3 separate regions of the Sus scrofa genome follow, and all the other regions are linked to region 2. The links are chromatin contacts, called in public Hi-C and HiChIP or PLAC-seq maps. All regions are on one chromosome and are shown on one strand. Each heading gives the region's core, a stretch centred on a gene start, on an enhancer-like site or on the middle of the called end of the contact. The rest is flanking DNA. Distances are from core to core; before and after follow the strand shown.

Region 1 (3,933 bases), core at 1,327-3,826, 150 kb after region 2:
TAGAACCAGAACTGAGATGCTGAGCAAAGAATAAAGGATGTGGGACATCGACCAAGAGAAGACTTTGGCATTTGCTGTGCATGAGATGGGAGCTGTGGATGGTTATGAGCAAGGGAGGGACATAGTCTGGCTTAAATGTTAATGGGTGACCTCAAATGGCTAGGGGAAAACAGTGGACTGTGGGGATGGGGCGAGAATGGGAAATGGAAGCCACAGAAGACCAGGCAAGAAGAGACTGAAGGTCGGAGATGATGGAGGCCGGACTGGGTGGAGGCTGTGTAGGAAGCGAGGCTGGATAGGACAATGGTTACACTTGGAAGGTGAAGCCATCAGGAGAGTCTAACAGATCAGGCATAGATTGTGAGTGAGACTTCAAGGCCAACTTCAGAGTTTGAGTATAAACACCTGGGCCAGGGGCAGAGCTGCCTTTTCTGCAATGGGGAGGCTGCAGAGGGAAGATGCAGAGCTCCTGGGGTCCAAGTGTGTGTCAGCTCCCATGACTCAAGACATGGGGCTGCTGTGCCACCTGGACTCATAAACCCTACGTCCAGGGGCAAAGTCAGGGTTCAAAGGAGAGCCTTGGGCCTCTCAGAGCCTCAGTGTCTTCATCAATTTAATGGAGACAATCATCCCACCACTCTAATCTGCTGGAGGGAGCACTTGAGTGAGCTCTGCCCTCAGCCTGGCACATAGTGGGCCTGCAGATAATGACCCTACTCTTTTTTTTCTTGGTCCTCTTTTTCTGAAACCCTCCTCCAAACTTCAGTTTCCCTGGGGCCCATCTGGATGTTGTAGTCCTGAGGGGCATCTCACCATCCCCATGTAGGTCCTGGGAAATCCCAGTGACCCTCACTACCACTGTCACCCATGCTCTCTCAGGCCAACACACTGAGTCCAGAGGACCAAAGTCACAAAGAGCAAATCTCCTGCAAACAGACACGCACATGTGCTAATAAACAAGACAAAAACACCCACAGAGACAAGGCAATCAACAATACAGGATCTACTCACAGGCCCCATAAAGACTCTCAGACATTTTTTTTTTTTTTGTCTTTTTGCCTTTTTCCAGTGCCACTTCCCACGGTAGATAGAGGTTCCCAGGCTAGGGGTCTAATTGGAGCTGTAGCCACTGGCCTACACCACAGTCACAGCAACGCAGGATCTGAGCTGCACCTGCGACCTGCACCACAGCTCATGGCAACGCCGGATCCTTAACCCACTGAGCAAGGCCAGGGATTGAACCTGCAACCTCATGGTTCCTAGTCGGATTCGTTAACCACTGTGCCACAATGGGAACACAAAGACTCTCAGACATTTAGTCAAACGCATACAATATGTCCAGATTTGGAGTTCCCATCATGGCTTAGTGGTTAATGAATCCGACTAGGAACCATGAGGTTGTGGGTTTGATCCCTGGCCTTGATCAGTGGGTTAAGGATCCGGCGTAGCCATGAGCTGTGGTATAGCTTGTAGACGCAGCTCAGATCTGGCATTGCTGTGGTTCTGGTGTAGGCAGGCGTCTACAGCTCCGATTAGACCCCTAGCCTGGGAACCTCCATATGCCACGAGAGCAGCCCCAGAAAAGACAAAAAATAAATAAATAAATAAATAAATTTTTGTTAATTGGCTGCACCCAAGTCATATAGTTTCCTGAGCCAGGGATCAAACCTGAGCCACAGCAGTAACCAGAGCCACAGCAGTGACAATGCCAGATCTTTAACCCTCTGAGCCACCTGGAAACTCCAGTTTTCTGTTACATGAGCCAAAATTTTCCCTTTTGCTGGAGACTTTTTAAGTTGGATTTTTTCTTCCCCCTTGAAACCAGAGTTCTGGCTGATGGAAATGAAAAAGGCTTTTGCCAGGTGAAAAACAATGAGAAAGGAGCCACTCCAAGATGGAAGATGGCATTTACAGAGGACTGGAGATGTGAGAAAGCATAGATGGTGGCTAGCTGTATTATCTGCATGTAATAGCGTTGGCAGTAGATTGCAGGCAGGCAGAGGGGTCTGAATTCAGTTTGAACAACTGGGAGTCTATTCAGTGGGAGCCACCGAATTCTTTTTTCTTTTTTAACAGCTGAGCCTGAGGCATATGGAAGTTTCCAGGTTGGGGGTCTATTCAGAGCTGCTGCAGTTGGGGGCCTGTGCCACAGCAAGGGTGGAGTCCTAGCCACGTCTGCGACTTGTCAGTAGCTTGCGGCAACGGGCAAGGATCCTAAACCCACTGAGTGAGGCAAGGGATCAAAGCTCCATCCTCAGGGACACTATGCTGGGTTCTTAAGCCACAGAGCCACAACTGGAACTCTTTTTTTTTTTTTTTTTTTTGCCACCAGATGTTCTTAATCAAGGGAGTTCTGCAGTACGTGGGTAAATGAGTGTATTCGCCTCAGACTTGCTAAATACGTGCAGGTGAGGAAATTGAGTTTTAGAGACAGCGGCCACACAGGGGTCGCAGAGACAGTCTGGACTCAACCTCTGCCTAAGCTCACCGAGCGCCTTCGAACTACAACTTCCGACATGCAACGCGAGCGACTCCTTGTCCCTAGTGATTTGCCCCGGCTCCAAGCGTGATGATTGGTTGGATGGGCTGCTTGTCATACCAAAGTAGTGTTCTGAATGGCCGAGTTCCGCAAGGAGCTCGGAGCTTCAGGCCCGTGGGTCCCAGCACCGCGCTCCCGCCGGCAACATGGTGAGCCGGCATCTCCTAGCATGGGGGGCGCCCTGAGGGCCTGGGATTCCGCCAAGGGGATCCCGGGAGACATTGAGGAGACGGGGAACCTTTTGTGGGGGTTGAGTGCTTTGAGGAACTCTGGGTCGCGCTGAGGGCCATGTGTCCCTCTTTGGAGTCAGGATCTCGCTACGGGACCTATGAAGGGTTCGGGGATTGTGCAAGGAGACTTGAAGGCTCTGAGCAATTCTGGGCTTCTGACGAGTCCCTGGGGGGGCCCTCTAGGAGACTGGTTCTGCTGAGGGTTCGTCCATGGAAGGTACTGGGGATCTGAACACATTCAGAGCCCCTCGAGGGAGATCTTGGGTCCTGCTGGGCCCACTCTGGGGATGTTGTCCTGTGGGAGCTGTGGGGGCCGCGCTGACAGGGTCCATCGGGGGTACCTACTCGTATGAGGTGTGCAGAAGGACCAGGGAGAATCCTTAGAGGAGGGGGCCATGACAAGGGGCTCTGGCTTCAGAGTAGGTGAGGATCCCAGAATTGGAGACATCACATTTGAAACCCTCAGGTCTCACGCAGTTCTGGGTCCAACCCATTGCGTTTATTCTTCAAGCTTAGCCTGGCCCCTGTGGGCTGGGCTGGTGCCAGAAGAGGGAGGAACCGCCCCCCCCCCCAACCTCCCCGCCCCAACCCCGAGTTTGGACTGGACAGAGGGAAAGATAGGCTGGAGGGGTGGGAAGGCAGCTTCATCTTGGTTGGGTTGGGGGTGGGCGTCCCAGAGAAGGGACGTTTTAGGTGGGTCTGAAGTAAGAGCATTGATGGAACTGGTTGATGAAAATGGATGATGTTCCAGGCCTGGGTTCTGGACGCTGTGAACGGTGAGAGGAAGGGCTCTCAGAAACGGAATGGAGGAAAGTCACATTGATGTTACTTGGCAAGATTCTGGGATCATAGGTCCATTGAAGGGGCTTTAAACAGGGAAGGGACATGGGCTGATGGGAGGTTCCAGAGATTTTTGGAGATCTGCAGAGCGTGGACCCAAGACTGGAGGCTAATGGGGGTGGCCCTGGATAGACCTCTGGAGCCTAGGTGGAGGAATGAATGCCTGCCTTCCCCCTTCCCTTCTCATACTCCTTCATCCTAACATCCATCCTTCTGAAGCCTCTACTTCTCCCTCCTTTTTCTCCCTCTCCTTCCTACCGTCCTTCCTCTCCTAGGTATTGGGACCGCAGTTTGAACCATAGGTCTCCTCCTTGGGAAGGTGTC
Region 2 (3,936 bases), core at 681-3,180:
GGCCTGGGCAGTTACAGCCTCTAGCCTTCCCACACGCAAGGAAGTCTGACACTTCATTTGATCTCAGCTTCATCACTTCCCTGACATCAATCGGTCACTGGTAGCTCAGGTACTCTAAAGGATTGAACTGATACTCTGAGTGGTTCTCAAGGCTTGCTCCCCAACCTCATTCAGGCCTCTATTCAACTGTTACTCCTACAAATAGAGACTCCATTACTACTGTGCCACAAATAGCTCCCCATCAACTCCCACCTTCACCCTGGTCCACATTTTCCATGGTTCTTCTATCACTCCTTAACCTTTTACGAGACATTCATTATTTGTCTCCCTCACAAAACATGGCTTACATGGGCAAGGGCTGTTTCAGTCATCTGATTCCCAGCAGCTAGAATAGGGCTTTGCACCTGGTGTGAGCTGACTAAATATCTGCTGAATTAATGAAAGAAAAAAACTCACAAAAACAACAATGATTTGTTACCTAGGCATGGAAACTGGTGATCTCAAGCCTAGGTTTGAGCCCAGTTTTGTTAATAATTTGCTTTGTGGCTTTGGGCAAATCATTTCACCTCTCTGGGACTATACTGTCTCATTTCTGAAACAAGGAAGTAGACCATGCAAAGACTAAAGTCCCTTTCCAACTCTTTACAGTCTGCAAAACAAAGATCTGATTATTCTCCTGAAGGCAACTTGTTACTAATTATAGGTGGTTTCAGATTTATCTCAGATGAAGAAATTTCTCTGAATTGAAGTTAATTCTATTCAAGAAATCTCTCCTTTAAGCAGAATAAAACTGGGTAAATGTTAAATGGAGACATGAACTGACAGGAGCTAAGAAGTGTTGCTGTGGGAAGAAACCACAGCCAGAAAGGGCAGAATGACAGCCACTTTTCCACATTCTTTGAGGTACCAAGATCCCAAAAATCAACATGGGGAGATGGGGCCTGCTCTCTGAAGGGGATGGACTAGTGAATGGTGGGGAAAAGAGGAGTCACCAGTGGATATGGCAAAAGCAGGAGGCCCCAGCCCTGGAATCAAGACATCCCTCCCTCAGTTTTGCCTCCTTCTAGGACTTCAAATGAGCAACTCTAGGCTCTGAGCCTCTGCCTCCCACCTATGACTCTCCTCATCAATGATGTGGGGCACAATAACCTCCAGACCCTTCTCAGACATGCGTGTCCTGAGAGAGGATGCCTTCCTAGATTTCTTCAGAGACCTAACTTCAGACTCTCAAGGGATGCCTGGACTGTCACCTGGACCTGAGTCACCTCAGAAGGGCCGGCCTGGAGGCATCCCCATAGGTGCTATCTTGAAAACCTTAAGAATTTGGGGACCCTGTTGCTTCTAAAAGAGACAGCTGTCGGAGTACTCGGAGCAGGGTCCTAGGCCTCTGCCTGTCACCAGACACTTTAAGTAAGGTACGGGACGAGGCCCTCGGGTCCCCTGAGAGGCTGACGTCTTCGGGGTCTTGCTGCTTGTGCGGAAGTCACGCCTCAGGCCCCCGAGAAGTGACCCAGGCGTCCCCGCACGCCAGGGTCGCGACCCGTCAGCCCAAGCACGGAAAGGAGCCCCGCGCCTCCTCCCTCGCGGCCCGGCCCGCGCTCACCGCCTTCTCTAGGTGGCTGCGCGCCTGCTCGCTGTTCTTGGTGTGGTGGTAGAGCACAGAGCCGAGCTGCAGGTGCGTCCGGGCCTCGATGCGCTGCGGCGGCTTGAAGGGGAACACGGCCTGCAGGCAGTGAACACACAGGCGGATCTTAGGCGGACTGGAAGTGCGGAAGTGCTCGGCGAAGCCCAGAAGAGCCAGGTACCACGACTCGGCCGCTTCGGCCTGCGCTGCCTGGGCTGCCGCCGCCTGGGCCGCCGCAGCCGCCTGAGCCGCCATTTTGGCTCCACAACAACAAGCCGCCGCCACAGGGAGGCGGAAGCAGGCGCGTGGGGCGGGGCCGGGCGCTCCTCGCGTCTCTCGCGAGAGCCGCTGTACAAAGCAACCTGGAACATGTAGTTTGTATTTGGAGTGGCCGTGGCTCCGAGAAAGTCTGAGAAAAGGCGACACCTTCTGTTCCTCAGGACTGAGACCGGAGTGTGTCTATGGACTGAAGTTTGCATTCCTGGCGGGAAAACCCTCAGGTGTCCAAGGAATGGCAGGGCATGGCTTGCCGATATGGACTACATCTCCCATCAGGCAATGCGCACTATAACTGGCCCCCCTCCGGTGGCGCCCGAGCATTGTGGGATTGGATGAGTCTCAAGATGGACAACCGGGATGTTGCAGGTAACAGCCCCCGCCTCCCCTCAGGCGTTCGCCTGAATCCTCCGGCTACGCGTCTTAGCTTCGCCCTCCTCTCCGGCCTGCTAAACTCACTGGCCTTTAGCCTCAGCATGTAGACAGCCGGAAGCGGCGGCTTCTGCACCACCCCCGTCTGCCGAGATCCAAGACCTAGTTGCTACCTACCCCCACCCCCACCCCCGCTGATTTGCTGAGAACGCCGGCTTTCCTTAAAAGCCGTCACCGGGATCTGCCCTGTGCCGCTTTTCCGATATAACCACCCTCAGGGCTGCTGCAAGCTCAGCTCCCCGAGCCAGCGGCAACCTTGGATTGTCCTGCTCCTCTCTCTTAGCAGCTCCCGCCTGGCCTGTATCCCACTTTCTGAAGAAGCTGCCTGAACACTTTCGTGCATCTTTCGAGCCCCCAGTTTACCACAAGCCTTGTCTTTCCTTGTCTACCCACCTAGACTGAGGTGCATTCAGCAGATATTCATTGTACTAGGCACTGTACTAGGTAGAGAGGATGCAATGGTAACCAAAACAGGGCCTTGCCTTCCTGAAGGTTACTTTCTCTTGGGGCGTCGGACAATGCACCAAAGAAGAAATATTTACAGAGACTGAATTATGATGATGTGAGGCAGTGGAGGTGGAGGCTGCTGATATGGGTAGTCAAGGAAACCTTTCTGAGTAGAAGATAATTAAAATAAGAAGATGCCAGTTGTAGGAGGACCTGCAGGGTAGAGGGAGACAGCAAGTGCCAAGGCTTCCAGGGCTTGCTATTTAATGAGTGTCAGGGGGAGTTCCTGTTGTGGCTCAGTGGGTTAAGAATCTGATGTTGTCTCCCTGAGAATGCAGGTTAGATCCCCGCCCTTGCTCCGTGGGCTCCAGTGCTGCTGCACTGTAGGTCACAGATGCAGCTAGGATCCCATGTGGCTGTGGCTGTGGTGTGGGTCAACAGCTGCAGCTCGGATTTGACCCTTAGCCCAGGAACTTCCATGCACTGCAGGTGCAGCCCTAAAAAAAAAAAAAAAAAAAAAAGTGTTAGGAATGAAGTGGAAGTGGGGAGGGGAGCCATCTCTGATAGGGCCTTGAAAATCTGCTTTCAGAATTTGGATTTTATTTTTATTTTGAGTCCCATGGGGAACCTTTGTGATGTCGTCTTCATCTGCACAGCTACCACTCTTCTGAAAACAGCATTGTCTTTTTTTGGGGGATGGGGTCTTTTTTTAGAGCTGTACCTACTGCATATGGAAGTTCCCAGGCTAAGGGTCAAATCAGAGCTGTAACTCCTAGCCTACACCACAACAATGCAGGATCTTTAACCTACTGAGTGAGGCCAGGGATCGAACCCAAGTCCTCATGGATACTAGTTGGGTTTGTTGCCACTGAGCCACAATGGGAACCCCCAACACCATTGTCTTTTGCTTGGAGTAAGTAAGCCTCTTCTTTGGTGTCCTTCCTGCCTATGAGTCTATGTCCATTGCGTAGGCAGAATGTCTAAAAAATAAAAGTAGCCATTGGATCTTGTCAGCTTAATACTCGCTGGTCACTTCCTAAAGCCCTTTCAGTAAAACCCAGACTTCCTATCTCCACCCCTACCCCCACCCCCCACTACCCCCACCCCTAGAATCATCGATTTAGGCCACATTGGACCCTTGCTGGTCCTTGAATGCA
Region 3 (4,094 bases), core at 1,174-3,673, 160 kb before region 2:
TACCTGTGGCCTATGCCACAGCCACAGCAATGCAGAATCCAATCTGTGTCTTCAAACCTACACCATGGCTTATGGCAATGCTGGATCCTTAACCCACTGAGCAAGGTCAGGGATCAAACTTGTATCCTCATGGATGCTAGTCAGGTTCGTTAACCGCTGAGCCATGATGCGAACTCCTAAAGGGCTTTTACATTTGCGGTTCCCTCTGCCTGGGAAACTCCTTCTCAGAGAGGTGATTCAGCCCACTCTGGCCAGGGACTCTGGCAGGCCTTTCCATTGGCTACAACGGGAAATTATGGAGTGATGTGTCTGTCTCCTCAGCTGGATCCTGAGCTCCTCAGGAAAGAACCCAGCACCATGGATGCACTCAATAATTACTGAATGTAGGTACATAAACAAAGACCACACTCCAGAAGGGAATATCTTCCCTACAGCTCTGCAGCCAGGAAAGAATGGGGTGGGTCTGTATATGCTACAACAAAAGGAGGTGTAATGAGCTGAGATTAGGAGACCCAATCCCAGGCAGTGGTTTACTTAGGGCACATGGGAGGGAGGCACTTCTAGGTCATGAACTGGAAGAGCAACAGGATAAAGGCCACATTTGTGATTTAAAAATAAAAGAGAAGCTGACTGGAGTTCCCGTTGTGGCTCAGTGGATTAAGAATCCAACATAGTATCCATGAGGACATGGGTTCAATCCCTGGCTTTGTTCAGTGGGTTAAGGATCCAGCATTGCCACAAGCTGTACTGGAGGTTGCAGATGCCAGCTGGGATCCAGCAATGCTGTGGCTGTGGTAGGCTGGCAGCTGCAAGCTCTGATTTGACCTCTAGGCGGGGAACTTTTATATGCCATGGGTGTGGTTCTGAAAAAAAAGAAAAAAAGGAAAAAAGAGAGAAGCTGACTGTGGAGATCCCAGGAAGACCCAAGGGCTGGGATCCCTACATAGCCTGGTCTGGATGCATGTCATAAAAGTATACATGGAGTTCCCGTCGTGGCTCAGTGGTTAACGAATCCAACTAGGAACCATGAGGCTGCGGGTTCGATCCCTGCCCTTGCTCAGCGGGTTAAGGATCTGGCATTGCCATGAGCTGTGGTGAGGGTCGCAGACACGGCTTGGATCTCACATTGCTGTGGCTCTGGTGCAGGCCAGTGGCTACAGCTCCGATTAGACCCCTAGCCTGGGAATCTCCATATGCCACAGGTGTGGCCCTAAAAGACAAAAGACAAAAAAAAAAAAAAAAAAAAGTATACATGTATAGACAAACCTCATGCCACACACTCAAGGGGTGTACTGGCTTGTTGAGTTCCCATGTGGTGCGAATTGAGTGCCCATGTGGTGCCAAACCTAGCCTGTAACCTATTTTTCTATAGCCCTCTGGCTAGGAACACTTGGGTTTGTAAAGCTGTAAAGCAGTAAAGCAGTAGCAGCAAAGACCACCTGGCCAGCAAAGCATGAAATATTTATCTGGCTCTTTACATAAAAAGTTTGTCAACCTTGGTTCCACATTACAAAAAAGCCAAGAAAGGGCAGAGAAGGACTTGAGTACATGAATTTTTCACTATCTGAATTAGAACTTTTTTTGCCTATGAATTTTTTTGCCTTTTAATTGAGGCAAAATGTGCACAGGACGCACTTTTAAATGTAAAGTTCAATGAGTTACAACAAAGTATTCTTAACTCTTCTTTACATTTTCTGTATTTCTCCGTTAATCCTGAGTGCAGAGTATGGGTGCCTTTTACTTTCTCTCTTACATTTTACCCAACAAAAAATTTTAAGGATGCATATTCCTGGGATATCCTGCAGGTGGGGCCCCCAGCGAGGAACCACCGCACAGAACATCTTTAAAATTCCCTCAGTATTCCGGGTTTCAGCCCCAGCTTTGCTCTGGATGGCCCTGGTGGGAGGTCACATCCTCTCTCGGGTCTGTTTCCCCACCAGTGAACCGAGAGCGTGGCGGAAGGCTCTCCGCACGGGTTAAAAAATTAATCTGTTTAATTACGAAGTGGGAATAATTAACAGGACTGGCCTCCTGGGCTGTTAACGAGAAAGATGTAAAGGGCTTGGTAAACGCTCGAACAAACTGCAGCAGTTGTTCTTAATGTCACTAGTGAAGGTATCTGGGATCCCGGGGAAAAAGCAGGCGCGCTAGACTCCCCGCGTCCCAACCCCGCCGCGGCGCCCAGAGGGCCTAGACCCTGACACCCCGGCACAGGACGACACTGACCCGACAGTCCTCGACGTGGGAGGTTCCGCTTGTAGTCGATAGGGCCATAGCCCCCTGGTGGGGGCATGTCCTGCTTCACCTTCGATGCCGCCATACTTGCAGTACCTTGCACTTCCGGTCGGGAAAGGAAGTTACACAACGTATGCCTCCACCATAAGGAGCGTGGCGGAAGCTGCCGCGCAGGTCTAGGACCTAGCCGGGAAACCTGGCGCTCTGCTGCACCTACCCCAGCGCGTGGTAAAGCTCCGGCAGCTGGGCGGGACAATGACTGTGCCGCCTAGCTGCAGCCAAAGAGTATCGGCTCCCAAATAGGGCGTGGCTCAATCAATGTCAACGCCCTCAACAGGCTAGGGCGCCAGGGTCTTTGCACCAAAGCACTTCCCATTCACCTTCCCTATGAGACGACGTGCAGACCAGACAATCCCCAAGCGCCGGATGGAGCCAGGTCTCTTTCCCATTTTCTCCCCTTGGGGGGCCTCCTCAGGGTCTGGGCTGGGCACATGAAGTTGGGGGTCGGCTGCTCCTCAGCTTCGGACGCCATGAGCTGCCCCAATCCTGGGCACGGATTCCACTTCTAGTGGTAGGGACCCCTTGATAGTGTCCTCTCATCAGGAACTGAACCATTCGGAGCGATTATGAGTCACAAAGCCCTACGGTCTTAGGGAGCACCACAGGACAGGGTCTGGGGGCCCCCACCCCGAGGCGGGGTGACGCCCGCAGTCACTTCACAAGGCAGAAATTGTTACCTGGGCAATAAAAGGCACCGCGGCGGCGGGGGCCCGGGAGTGGGCACATGGGGGTGCGGGTGTGCAGGTGCCAAGCGCCATGGGTTAGGCCCGAGATCGGAGTCCGGCCGCCCCCCGACAGCAGCCGTCTCCTGCTCCCCACGCGCCCCAGGCGCCACCATGTCGGGCGACAAACTTCTGAGCGAACTCGGCTATAAGCTGGGCCGCACAATAGGCGAGGGCAGTTATTCCAAGGTAAAGGTGGCTACATCCAAGAAGTACAAGGGCACAGTGGCCATCAAGGTGGTGGACCGGCGGCGCGCGCCGCCCGACTTCGTCAACAAGTTCCTGCCACGAGAGCTGTCCATCCTTCGGGGCGTGCGGCACCCGCACATCGTGCACGTCTTCGAGTTCATCGAGGTGTGCAACGGGAAGCTGTACATCGTGATGGAGGCGGCCGCCACCGACCTACTGCAGGCCGTGCAGCGCAACGGGCGCATCCCAGGGGGGCAGGCGCGCGACCTCTTCGCGCAGATCGCCGGTGCTGTGCGCTACCTGCACGACCACCACCTGGTGCACCGCGACCTCAAGTGCGAAAACGTGCTGCTGAGCCCTGATGAGCGCCGCGTCAAGCTTACCGACTTCGGCTTCGGCCGACAGGCGCACGGCTACCCGGATCTAAGCACCACATATTGCGGCTCAGCCGCCTACGCATCGCCCGAGGTACTCCTGGGCATCCCCTACGACCCCAAGAAGTACGACGTGTGGAGCTTGGGCGTCGTGCTCTACGTCATGGTCACCGGGTGTATGCCCTTTGACGACTCCGATATCGCTGGCCTGCCCAGGCGCCAGAAGCGCGGCGTTCTCTACCCTGACGGCCTCGAGCTGTCCGAACGCTGCAAGGCCCTGATCGCCGAGTTGCTGCAGTTCAGCCCGTCGGCTAGGCCCTCCGCCGGCCAAGTAGCGCGCAACGGCTGGCTGCGTGCTGGGGACTCCGGCTAGAAGCCGGGGTTCCCACTATTCCCGCTGCCCCGAGCACTGCGCAAGCGCAGCGTACGCGCAAGAAGCGCGCTTCCGGAGTTCTGCGAAGCCGCCGCGCACCGCTGCGCACGCGCCCTTCCCCTCATCCCAATTCTTTCGATG

The links. Hi-C and Micro-C count contacts between places; a contact is called where the count stands out from the background. HiChIP or PLAC-seq counts read pairs in DNA pulled down with a chosen protein or histone mark.
Region 1: a contact with region 2 is called in a Hi-C map of skeletal muscle, with 4 times the contacts expected there. The contact joins the promoter of TMEM161A here to the promoter of MAU2 in region 2. A contact is called at or near these places in 3 of 5 promoter capture datasets (fetal liver, fetal skeletal muscle and liver), 9 of 47 Hi-C or Micro-C datasets (embryonic fibroblasts, fetal heart ventricle, heart right ventricle and 3 more) and 2 of 2 datasets of contacts at active chromatin or transcription factors (alveolar macrophages and skeletal muscle).
Region 3: a contact with region 2 is called in an H3K27ac HiChIP or PLAC-seq map of alveolar macrophages. The contact joins the promoter of NDUFA13 here to the promoter of MAU2 in region 2.

The regions. Positions count from the first base shown.
Region 1 is chr2:58,726,162-58,730,094 of Sscrofa11.1, forward strand. TMEM161A (transmembrane protein 161A) reads left to right here and starts at 2,577. Exons shown (of 12, transcript XM_021083443.1): 1 at 2,577-2,688. The coding sequence starts at 2,686.
Region 2 is chr2:58,572,318-58,576,253 of Sscrofa11.1, forward strand. It overlaps MAU2 (MAU2 chromatid cohesion factor homolog), which reads right to left and starts at 1,931. Exons shown (of 19, transcript XM_021083430.1): 1 at 1,604-1,931. The coding sequence starts at 1,879. SUGP1 (SURP and G-patch domain-containing protein 1) reads left to right here and starts at 2,117. Exons shown (of 15, transcript XM_021083429.1): 1 at 2,117-2,269. The coding sequence starts at 2,146.
Region 3 is chr2:58,407,991-58,412,084 of Sscrofa11.1, forward strand. NDUFA13 (NADH:ubiquinone oxidoreductase subunit A13) reads right to left here and starts at 2,424. Exons shown (of 5, transcript NM_001244646.1): 1 at 2,227-2,424. The coding sequence starts at 2,320. It overlaps TSSK6 (testis specific serine kinase 6), which reads left to right and starts at 3,132. Exons shown (of 1, transcript NM_001287411.1): 1 at 3,132-3,953. The coding sequence starts at 3,132. The coding sequence ends at 3,953.